Linked DNA regions of Sus scrofa: region 2 is linked to region 1. Evidence: chromatin contacts called from public Hi-C data. All regions are on one chromosome and are shown on one strand. The core of a region is the stretch at or near the end of the contact, and the rest is flanking DNA. Distances in the headings are between cores, read along the strand shown. Region 1 has its middle 42 kb from the start of AZIN1. Region 2 has its middle 91 kb from the start of KLF10.

Region 1 (5,487 bases), core at 781-3,280:
GGTAGAGAGGGAAGTTGAAAACAGCAAAACCTCTCAGGCCAAGCAAAGCCTGGGAAGAGTTACAGTGCAAGTGCCTAGGCCCACACACCGTGGGATGAGAGAGAGCTTCACAGAGACGGTGGCAACTGTCTCTCTGATAGAGATGTGAGAAATCAGAATTTGAAACAGTGGAGGAGGCAGCTCCTACCAAGAGAGTTCTCAGTATGCATTAAAGAAAAAAAAAAAAGTGGAAGTTGGGGGTTGCAGTGTTTGCGGCTTACGTATCCGGCCACAGCTCCCCTCCTGCACCTGCCCTTAACTCCCAGGATAACCCCCATCAGTCTAGTCCACCAGTTTCCCCAAAGGGCAACCACACAGGGTCCAGGACCTTCTGCTACTAACACCTTCCATACCCATTCCTAGCCAGTATTTCTGCCCTTTGATGTCACAGGACTCTAGCATCGTCTCCCCCTCAGCAAATCAGACCCCTTGGTTCCCCGGAGCTGTCATTTTTAACTTCTGCAGAGGCCTGGCCTACAGGGTTTCCCAGAAGTCTGGCTCAGAGTTATTTTGAGCTGGCAGAAATGAGCCACCCATCTGCACACGTGGGATTAGGCTGTCCGAGGAGAAGGGGCCCGGGAGCTCTCGTTCTCCCTGAGTTTGAATGAGGGTCACGTGGGGCAAGAGGCAGCTCACGTGGTCCTGGAAGGCAGTACTGACAAACAGCTCTGGACAGATCCAAACGGGTTTTGTTCTCCCGGCTGTGGTGCTGCTTCCGCCTGCAAGAGGAGACACAGACGACACCCCCTCCCTGGGCTGGCATCACTTGTTGAGCTGTGGCTTTGAAAGAACAGCATGGCAAAGCTGGAAAAGAGACTGAGAATAAATTCCAGCAGGGGGCCCACCAGTGGCAGTTGTGTTTGCTCCTGGTTGCAGGGGGCGGGGAGAGGGGGTCATGGGGGGGGGTCCATGGGTGGGGGGAGTGAGGTGAGATGGAGGGCAGGGGAGGAAACCCAGGCACCTGTGGAGGTTTGCCGCCTTGACTTCCTGGCTCCTCTCCCTTCCTGATTGATTAGGCAGGAAAAACCGTAAGGGTTTACAGAAGTTTCTAGGTGCCACTTAGGCCACTGCAGGTGGGTGCTTCTTAAAGGGTCTCTAGCCCTTCTTGAGCATCCTGGAACCACAGGAGGCAGCCTCTCAAGGGGGTTGCTGAACAGACAGTGGCAGACCACAGCACCCAAAGCCTCTGGCCTCTTACCACTCGGAAGCAGCCCAGACTCCTCAACGTGTCTCATTCCTTCCTGCAGCTAATCCATTTTCTCTGCTGAGGGGATTTTGGCTTAAATTCCCAGGGAGTAGGAAATCCACCTTTCCAAGGACTGCAGTTATGTCCTTATCACGTGCTTAAATGCTTCTTCCTTCTTTTGCATGCTTCCTTTCTTCTTCCTACGACTCCCCCCACCTTCCCTGGACAGCCAACCACCCTGGGTTTACTTAGGCTCTCCAATTCTTCGACCCTTGGACGTACATCCCCTTTGAAGGGTGTGAGGTGGGAGAGCCTCCCGTCCCAGCCCCAGCGCCGTCCCACCGAGGTCCGAAAAGGCAATTAGGTTAGGCCAGTGCATTCCTTCAGGTCCAACCCCAAGCAGGCAGGGCTTGGCCAGAGCTGCTCCCATCAAAGAGATCTGGGCTGCATTATCCAGACGGAGGTGAAGGTTCCCTGGTGGCCTGGGGCCCAGGGTGTCCACCCGCGGTTCTTCTCCTCCCCCAGAAACGTGGCCTGGGGCCTTTCCCAGCAAGGGCCTCTCCCTCCCCCACCGCTCCCCGAGCCACCCACCCAGCGCCGGCTCCAGCACGTGGCTCCTGGCGCAGGTTTCCTCCCCGCCCCGGCGGCTCCGCTGGGTGGTTTTCACCCTCCCTGTTCCCCCCCACAGCCAGCCCCCCACCCCGTGACTTCTTGTAAAAGGTCTGCTCGTCCCCACCCACCTCCGCCCTCCCGCGGCTGCCAGGGCCGAGCCGCCTCCGCTCCCCACCGCCTCCCCCGGAGGCAGCGCTTTCTCCCCGCCCCTGGCAGCGGGCTCGGCTTCGGAAACTGTTGACTCAGAGGGTGGCCGGGCGGCCAGCGTCTGATGTCAGCTTGGAGTTGGGCCAAGGGAGCGGAGAGGCGAGGGAGGGGGGAGGAAGGTGCCGGAGGCAGGCGGGCGGGCGGGAGCGGGAGGGCTGGGGGAGGACGGCGCTGGGGGCGCGGGAGGAGCCCGGCGCGGGGTGCGGGGTGCGGGGTGCGGGGCCCGGGGTGTGGAGTGGAGCCCGCCCCGGGGGGACGCCCGGCCGCGGCGGGGGACTGCTCTCGGCTCCTCAGCTCGGCGCTGCGCGCTCGGCGGCTGCGGCTGCCCGGGCGCCCGTGAGTCACGGTGCGTCACCGGAGCAGATGCCCGGGGCGGCTGGAGGCTCCCGGGCTCCCGCTGACTCATCAGAAAGCCCTGCCGCGCGGCCCGGGGGGCGGGGCGGGGAGCGGCCCGGGCAGGCGGCCGCCGAGGTCGTTTGAGGCGCTCGGAGCCGGAAAAGCCCAAGAAGGAGGCTGTGGCGGGGGCGCCGTGTCGGCACGGAGACGACTGGCAGCTGCCAGAGTCACCTGCGGCGCGGGCTAGTGGCGGGCGACAAAGGGGGGAACAAGTCTCCCAACGTCACCGCAGCCGGCGAGCCGCGACCGGGTCCCGCTCCCCTTCGCGGTTCTCCCTGGGCTGCGCGGGCCCCCACCCGGGGCTCCCCCTCCCCGTGTCGCACACGCTTCGGTGTCGGGAGAAGGCGGTTCCGTGGCACCATCACTGGCCTCCAAGGCGCCCGAGGTCGCAGGGTTCTACCTCGCCTTCTAAAGACGCCGGGTCTCGGTGGGAAAAGACTACACCAGCATCTGGGGCCTCGACATTCTCATCCCCCGCCTCCGTCTTTCTACCCTCCCTCCCCAGGGAAAGCTACTCCGCTGCCCTGCCGTGGACACCGCGTGCCGGGTCAAGGCCTGGCCCCAGCTCTTTCCTGTCGCTGCCGGCTAACCACAAGGGCCCGTGGCACTCAGGAAATGGAGCAGACGGGCTAGGGAGCTATCAGGAAGGGGCATGGGCAGAGAGGATTTGTCTTTGTGACTGTCCACCCTGTCCTGAAACAGGGATAAATTCTGTAGCATTCAGGAAATGTGTGGCTCCTCCAAGCAAGGTGTCCTCCACCCGCTCTGACAGGCAAGGGGAGGAAAGGGCACAGAGGGGTCTGACTGTCCTTGCCCTCCCTGTATCTGGCCAGGGAGATAGCCTGGGCACAGTTTGAGCAGTGACAGAGTGGGAAGTGGGGTACAGGTGCTTACAGAGGCCCTGGTAGAGGCTTCCTGGTGGAGCTGGCATTAGGGCAGGGGCCTTGAAGAGCAAGGATTTAACAGATGGGGAAAGGATGTTTCAGACGGAAACAAACGCCTGGAACCAAAACCCAAGAGGGAGGAAAGAGCAGGGTGAGTTCCCAGAATAGCAAGCAATGCAGTTGCATTAGAGGAATGCACAGGCACATCAGGGGCCTGGCCAGGTAGCACAGATGTGGCTCTCAGAAGCAGATATAGTGACCCACAGGGACCTGGAGCCACAGGGTTCTGCCCTCTGCTCCTAGGCACCAAGTCATGCCAGTTCCCTGATGGATAGATAGATTCTTTCCAAGAATTCCACAGTCCTGCCCAGCCAGGGCTGTGGGCGTCTTCCTGCCCTGGGTGGCTTCTATTCGTTGCTATCTAAATCTTTTGCTCAGATTTTAAATACTTGGCTATTCTGTCCTTTGACTGTCTGTTGGTATTGATCTCCCTTCGTGTTTCTCATCCCCGGCGACAGCACATGGGAATTAGCCGGGGATGCTTCAGAAAACCTAAGTGTTGGAGCATGGGCCCCCTCCCAGAAATGGGATTTCATTGGTCTGCGGTGGAGCCCAGGCATCGGCCTTCTTTCCAAGGGCAGCCAGGGATGAGAACCACTCACGCAGATGGTCACCAGCAAGCGTGTCCAGAGATGAGGCCCACATGGGAGCGGGGCCTCCTGGCCTTCAGACTTCCCAACTCCCACAATCCCTGAGAGCGGCCTTGGCAGAGCTCCAGGAGCAGTTGGACTCTCTGAGGCTGGAGCTGAAATGTGTTTCCCAGGCATCCACTCTACGCCTGAGGCCAAAGTTTCCAACAGGAAGGGAGGGGGAGGCTTCTGTGTGTTTCCCAAGAGCCACTTGGCCTTTCAAGCCAGGGATAACCACCAGGAAACTCACTGGCAAGAGAACCTGGTGTCAGTAGCAGTTGCGGCCATTTCCCAACACACACATGGAAGAGGCCAAGGTGGAGGTAGCACCTTCTCCTGAGACACTCACGAGTCCTCTGGGGTGGAGGAGGGCCCAGCTAAGGACAGACTGGGGACCTGGGCAGCAGATCCTCTGCTTCCTTACAGGCAAAAAGGCAGTGATGATTCCTGCCCGGGTTCTTGTGAGGGCCTTGAGATAAATCCCCCCAGCACAGGGGTAGTTTTCCATAGCATTTTCTTCTTCCTGATTTGCTAGTAATTCCTTTCACAAATTTAGGGGAAATCTCCAGGTCTGGACCTCAGTTCTCTCAGCATTTGTCCTCCCCCATTTCCCTGGGGAGGACCCTGATACCATATCTGAGGCCAGGGGTGAGGAAAGGCAGGCTGAGGAGCTTGGCAGTTGCCTCTCTGCTTGGAAGATGACATCAATGAACAAGGGGCTGACCAGTGGTTCTCTCCCGGGACTGAGCCGCAGAAATACAGCCTGAAGCCTGGGGAGGATCTAGAGCTATAAGGAGAATTTCCTGACAAATGACAACACAATGCTGCCTCACTGACTCATGAGGGTCTGCGAAAGTCGGAGATTCGCCCTGGGTACCTGACCCTATCACCACAAAGCAGTGCTGTGTTCCCATTTGACTGCTAAGAAAACTGAGGCTGAGCGATATTCAATACTTGGTAAAGTAGCCACAGTAGCAAGTAGCAGAGAAGGGCTTGGAATCTGCATCTTAAATGTAGTAGGATGACCCCTCCCCACCTTTTGACTCTAAAGGACCAGGGTATTTCATCTTAAGCTTTGTTTACAATCAGAGCTCCAGAAAAGCCACACTTAATCCTAGGGTTGGGGCATTTAACCCAAAGAGTAAGACGGCCCCTGAAATGCTTGTGCACTCTCCTCCCTTTTAATCCCCATTACAGAAGAGGAAACTCTATGAAGGGTAATCAGTGTTTGGTGGTCTTTCCTGGCCAAAGTGAGGGCAAGAGATTGTTAAACAGCTTAGGAAATGCAGTAGAGATACCAAGATGGCCCTTTTTTTGGATTTGGGAATGGGATAATTCTGCTCTCCTTTGGAATTCTCCCCGGCACATCTCCTTGGAGCATCACAAGCTTCCTGGTGTGAAAACCTACGGGCCTACTGGGAGGTAGGTATTCTCTTTCCCATTTTACAGATTAGAAAACTGAGCTTGGACAGAG
Region 2 (5,487 bases), core at 1,060-3,559, 70 kb before region 1:
GTTCCCAGGCTAAGGGTCTAATAGGAGCTGTAGCTGCCAGCCTATGCCAGAGCCACAGCAACACGGAATCAGAGCCACATCTGCGACCTACACCACAGCTCACAGCAATGCTGGATCCTTAACCCACTGAGCGAGGCCAGGGATCAAACCCACAACCTCATGGTTCCTAGTCAGATTTGTTAACCACTGAGCCATGACGGAAATTCCATTAAGGGAATTTTTTTTTTAAGGCTGCACCTGCAGCATATGGAAGTTCCCAGGTTAGGGGTCAATCAGAGCTGTAGCTGCTGGCCTATGCCACAGTCACAGCAACACATGATCTGAGCCACATCTATGACCTACACTACAGCTCATGGCAACGCTGGATCCTTAACCTACTGAGCAAGTCCTGATCGAACACTTGTCCTCATGGATACCGGTTGGGTTCATTACCTGCTGAGCCACAATAGGAACTCCTAATCTTCACATTCTAAGAGATGCCAGAAACACCAATTCTTTTTTTTTTTTTTCCTTTTTTTCTTTTTTGTCTTTTTAAGCCCATACACATGACATGTGGAGGTTCCCAGGCTAGGAATCAAATTGGAGCTGCAACTGCTGGCCTACACCACAGCCACAGCAACGCGGGATCTGACCCACATCTGAGACCTACACCACAGCTCACAGCAACGCCAGATGCTTAATCCACTGAGCGAGCCCAGGGATCGAATTTGCGACCTCATGGTTCCTAGTCGGGTTCGTTTCCGCTGTGCCACAACGGGAACTCCCTAATGCCAGATCCTTAACCCACCAAGCAAGGCCAGAGGTTGAACCCAAGTCCTCATGTATACTAGTCAGGTTCTTAATCCACTGAGCCACAATGGGAACTTCCAGAAACACCCGTTCTTATGTGAATTCTCCTAATTTTAAATGTTAGCCCCACATTCACATTTTAAAAGACACTCTGCGGCCAAACATAACATAAGTGCTGGCCAGATGCAGTCTGGAAATACCATATTTGGGATTGCTGTTGGGTGGGGGCCTTAGTAGGGTGTGGCATCACCTTCTGGGTCTCCAGTCTTTCCACGAGAGGCCTTTTGGGTCTCATGTAACCCAGAGTTTCAGTCTAAAAATGTACTAGGCAATAACCCCAATCCACAGTAAATTACCACATCAGACCTAGCAATTGTTTTTTGGTTTGGTTGGTTTTTGTTTTTTGCTTTTTTAGGGCTGCACCTGCAGCCTATGGAAGTTCCCAGGCTAGGGGTCAAACTCCAGCTGCAGCTGCAGCAATTCCAGATTCCAGCTGCATCTTCAACCTCCACCGCCACTCTTGGCAACACCAGATCCTTAACCCACTGAGTGAGGCCAGGGATCAAACCCTCATCCTCATGGATACTAGTCAGGTTCATAACCTGCTGAGCCACAAAGGGAACTCCCTCAAACCTAGCAATTAACAACTATGTCACAAGGCTCTGCTCCCCTCCCCCCCACCCCGCCCCAGGGGCTGACAGGGTCAGGACTAGGTCTGTCTCCACATGCATTACTCCGTGAAGGGAGTCAGATCTGGAAACAAGAAGTTCTGAGTTTCAGTCTTAGCTCTGCCATTTATCAGCCCAGTGACCTTGAGAAGTCATGGCTCTCTCAGCATACATGCACCCCTCACCCCCCAGAGTCTCGTCTGCAAAATGGATTAATGGGATAATGACACGCTGTAGGTTGTATGGTGCTGTCCGCGCACAAGGAGTTCTGGTTATTTCCACCTGGTTTCTTTTTGCGCCCTACTCTGTGGTCAGCTGGGTCTCTGCAGGGTGAGGGTTTAAGACACAAGGGAAACCGTGTTTGTCCCAAAATGTGGCATCTTGTAAAATGCAAAAGTGTGTGCAAGGCAACGGTGACTTATTCAGTCAATGATCACCTTGGTAGGGTCCAGGGATTGGACAGTGACCCCGGGTGTTTTTCTGGCAGGGCTGAAATCCGGTGTCTTGCAGATTTAAGAGGGGAAGGGAGAAACACCGCAGGGGGACAGCTGCTTTCATTTTGCACACACGGCATTACACCTGCCCCTGGGGGGTTCACTCTCATTTTTACATGGTGCAGACTGTGCCCCAAGCTGCCCAACAGCAGGTTCTCAGGGGTGGGGTTGTTATGGGAGCTGGGAAATGAGGCTGGATAAGATTCCTGCCACCACACTGTCGCATCAGAGCTTTTTTTTTTTAAGGAAAAAAAAAAAAAAAAAAAGAACTCCCTGCGGCTCCGTGGGAGTTTTGCCTGCGTTTTCCGGGTAATTGCCTCGCCCCCGCCCTCGGTGAGCCCAGGCTGTGGCAGGCGCTGCCGGCTGGGGGTGGTGGCCAACGTCTGCCTCCTTTCCTGCCATCCGCCAGGCGGGCTGCTGGGGACACGGGTGGGGGAGCCCCAACCTCCCCACCTCTGGCAGGCGGGTTGAGAATGAATTAGGGCCGTGGGGAAGTGGCGGCCACAGGGGAACAGTTGATCCTGGTGTGCAGAGAAAAACCAGGATCTGCTGTCGGCAAAGGAAATTTCCAAGAGTCGCACACAAGAGGCAGACCCAGTGGAGGCTGAGGGCTCGTGCTGGGAAGCCAGGCTGCTGGGCTGGAGTCCCAGCTGTGCCCTTGAACAGCTGTGAGAACCTGAGCAGATCCTCAAATCTCTCTGCACCTCTGGGCGTCTCTCTGCCTTGTGTTTTATTGTGAAGATGAATAAATTAACACAGGCACAGCTTTTAGAGCAGCTTAAAGGAAGAAAACAATGTTTCTTCTACTCAGACTATTTCTTCTGTCACAGAGCACTTCTGACACCAAATGTGTGGGGATTTTCCAACGACCTGGCAGTCCTCCAACCGTCAGGCTGTCACCTGGGGGGTCCACAATTCTGACACTAAGTGCGAGGCACTAGTGCAGACCCCACAGGTGGAGGCCTTAGGCCCACAAGGTTGGCCCCCCACTTCGGATGCCAGTTCCAGGTCCCACGTTGTCACCTGTACTTCTGACCAACTGCCTGTGAAGTGGGGGCTTCCACTACCCCCCTCAGGTTTGATAACTTGCTCCTACTGGCTCACAGCGCTCAGGGAAACACATCGACATTTCCCAGTTATTACGTGATGCAGGATACAGATGGACAGTCGGGTGCAGAGGTCTGAGCATAGCAGAGGGCCAGGTACAGAGGAAGGGCACCTCCGTGTGTTTCACCAGCCCAGAAGCTCTCCAAACCCCATGCTTTAGGGATTTGTTTCGGAGACTTTATCACACAGACATGGTCAGTTAACCCAATGTCCAGCCTCTGCCCTCTTCCCAGATAACAGGTACGGGGGCCAAAAGTTCCAAGCTTTGACTCATGCTTGATCTTTCAGGTGAGCATGCCCTATCCAGGACCTGTGGGTGGTCACGTTAGAACAAAGGCACCCTTAGCGCCCAGGCACCTCCAAGGGATTTAGGAATCTCTGTGTAAGGAACTGCTCTCGCCCCTCTCGCTTGGGAAACCACGAGGGCTTTAGGAATTCTGTGCCAGGAACCAGGGACAAAGACCAAATAGATTTGTTTTTATACCACAGCAGGACATCCCACGTGCACAGAAGATGGTTGTTCCTGTTACCCTATCAGGAGCATCCCCTGCAGTCTCTAATGAGACCCGTGGAGACATACCTACAAAATCTAGGGACGCTCACGTTCTTTGCTTTTATTCTTTTCAGGGCCGCACCCACGGCCTAAGAAGTTCCCAGGCTAGGGGTCAAATCAGACCTCTAGCTGCCGTCCTACACCACAGCCACAGCCACAGCCACGCTGGATCCTTAACTCATTGAGCAAGGCTCGGGATCAAACCCACATCCTCATGGATACTCTGTTGGGTTCTTAACCCACTGAGCCACAACAGAACCTCCTGCTTGTGTTCTTAGTATCTGGAACCTACTGAACCTCTACTTGTCCATAAAGACACAGCTCAAATGACACATCCCCCATGAAGGTCTTTTTGCATGTTACTCTTTTGTTTGTTTTGTTTTGCATTTTTAGGGCCATGCCCTTGGCATAGGGAGGTTCCCAGGCTTGGGTCGAATGGGAGCTGCAGCTGCCAGCCGACACCACAGCCTCGGCCACATGTTACACCTTATTAAATAATTGCTTTATACCAGGACCTGTGCTGAGCACTTCACATATCACCTCATGCAAAGGCAGATTCAGCTTTTGTGGGACATCATTCTTATACAATTTAAGAGGATTTTTTTTTTTTTTTTTTTTTTTTTTTTTTGCTTTTTATTGCCACACCTGCAGCATATGGAGTTTCCTGGGCTAGGGGTCAAATTGGAGCTACAGCTGCCGGCCTACACCACAGCCACAGCAACGCGGGATCCGAGCCTTATCTGCGACCTACACCACAGCTCATAGCAACACCGGATCCTTAACCCACTGAGCGAGGCCAGGGATTGAACCCGAAACTTCATGGTTCCTAGTCAGATTCATTTCTGCTGCGCCACGACGGCAACTCCCAAGGAGGCCTTCTTTTAAAGAAAAGCATATAAAATGATCTGATTTTATCATGTCTGTAAAACAAAAGCAGCCTTGTGCACACACAGCTAGGGCCCTGGAAGGAGCCTGAGCAAGTGAGGGGGCCTTTGCATGTGAGTTTCGTCACCTTCACGGTAAACCCATCTCTGGTCTTGTGTGATGCCCCCAGGAGCCGATGCAGTCGGTCAACACCGTCCCCATAAGTCTCCACATACAGATGTGCAGAGTGAGACTCAGAGGAGAATTCACGTGCCCCAGACTGTGCCCCGCTGTGCCGTAGGGCCAGGAGAGACTGTCCCCCCTCCCTCCAGGGCTTCCCTGTGAAAGCCCAGCACTGCAGTCACCATCTATCTCTGTGGTAACGTCGACTTCTCTCAAGTTCAGGGCGGGGGCAAATTTCATTCATCTCTGCACCCTGGGCGGCCCACAGAAGGTGCTCAATGAATGCACGTAGAGGAAATATACACCTTCACCATCTCTGCTTTGTGCCCTTGGTCACCACCAACGAATCTATTTCACACTCCTATTCAGGGGCTCCCAGCCCTAGGAAGCTTAAGGTTTCGGAGAATGTTTCTGGGGAGCGGGGGTAGGGGTGAGGGGAGCAAAAAAAGGAAAGAAACTTTCCTGTAAGACCTGAACAGGGCTGCAGAAGAGCACAGTCAATTCATACATTCAACAACTGTTGGAGTTCCCGTCATGGCTCAGCGGTTAATGAATCCGACTAGGAACCATGAGGTTGCGGGTTCGATCCCTGGCCTTGCTCAGTGGGTTGAGGACCTGGCGTTGCCATGAGCTGTGGTGTAGGTCACAGATGTGGCTCGGATCCCAAGTTGCTGTGGCTGTGGTATAGGCCGGCAGCTGTAGCTCCGATTGGACCCCTAGCCTGGGAACCTCCATATGCCGCAGAAGCAGCCCTAGAAAAGGCAAAAAGACAAACAAACAAACAAAGCAAAACAAAACAAAAACCTGTTTATCACATCTGTTTGTCCTT

Evidence for each region. A called contact is a pair of places that touch in the nucleus more often than the background predicts.
Region 2: a contact with region 1 is called in a Hi-C map of alveolar macrophages, with 2.9 times the contacts expected there. A contact is called at or near these places in 2 of 5 promoter capture datasets (fetal liver and fetal skeletal muscle), 14 of 47 Hi-C or Micro-C datasets (alveolar macrophages, blood, embryonic fibroblasts and 7 more) and 2 of 2 datasets of targeted methods (alveolar macrophages and skeletal muscle).

What each region holds. Positions count from the first base shown.
Region 1 is chr4:34,265,859-34,271,345 of Sscrofa11.1, reverse strand. No RefSeq gene overlaps it. Among named protein-coding and RNA genes, the nearest start is that of AZIN1, 42 kb to the right of the region's middle.
Region 2 is chr4:34,336,348-34,341,834 of Sscrofa11.1, reverse strand. No RefSeq gene overlaps it. Among named protein-coding and RNA genes, the nearest start is that of KLF10, 91 kb to the left of the region's middle.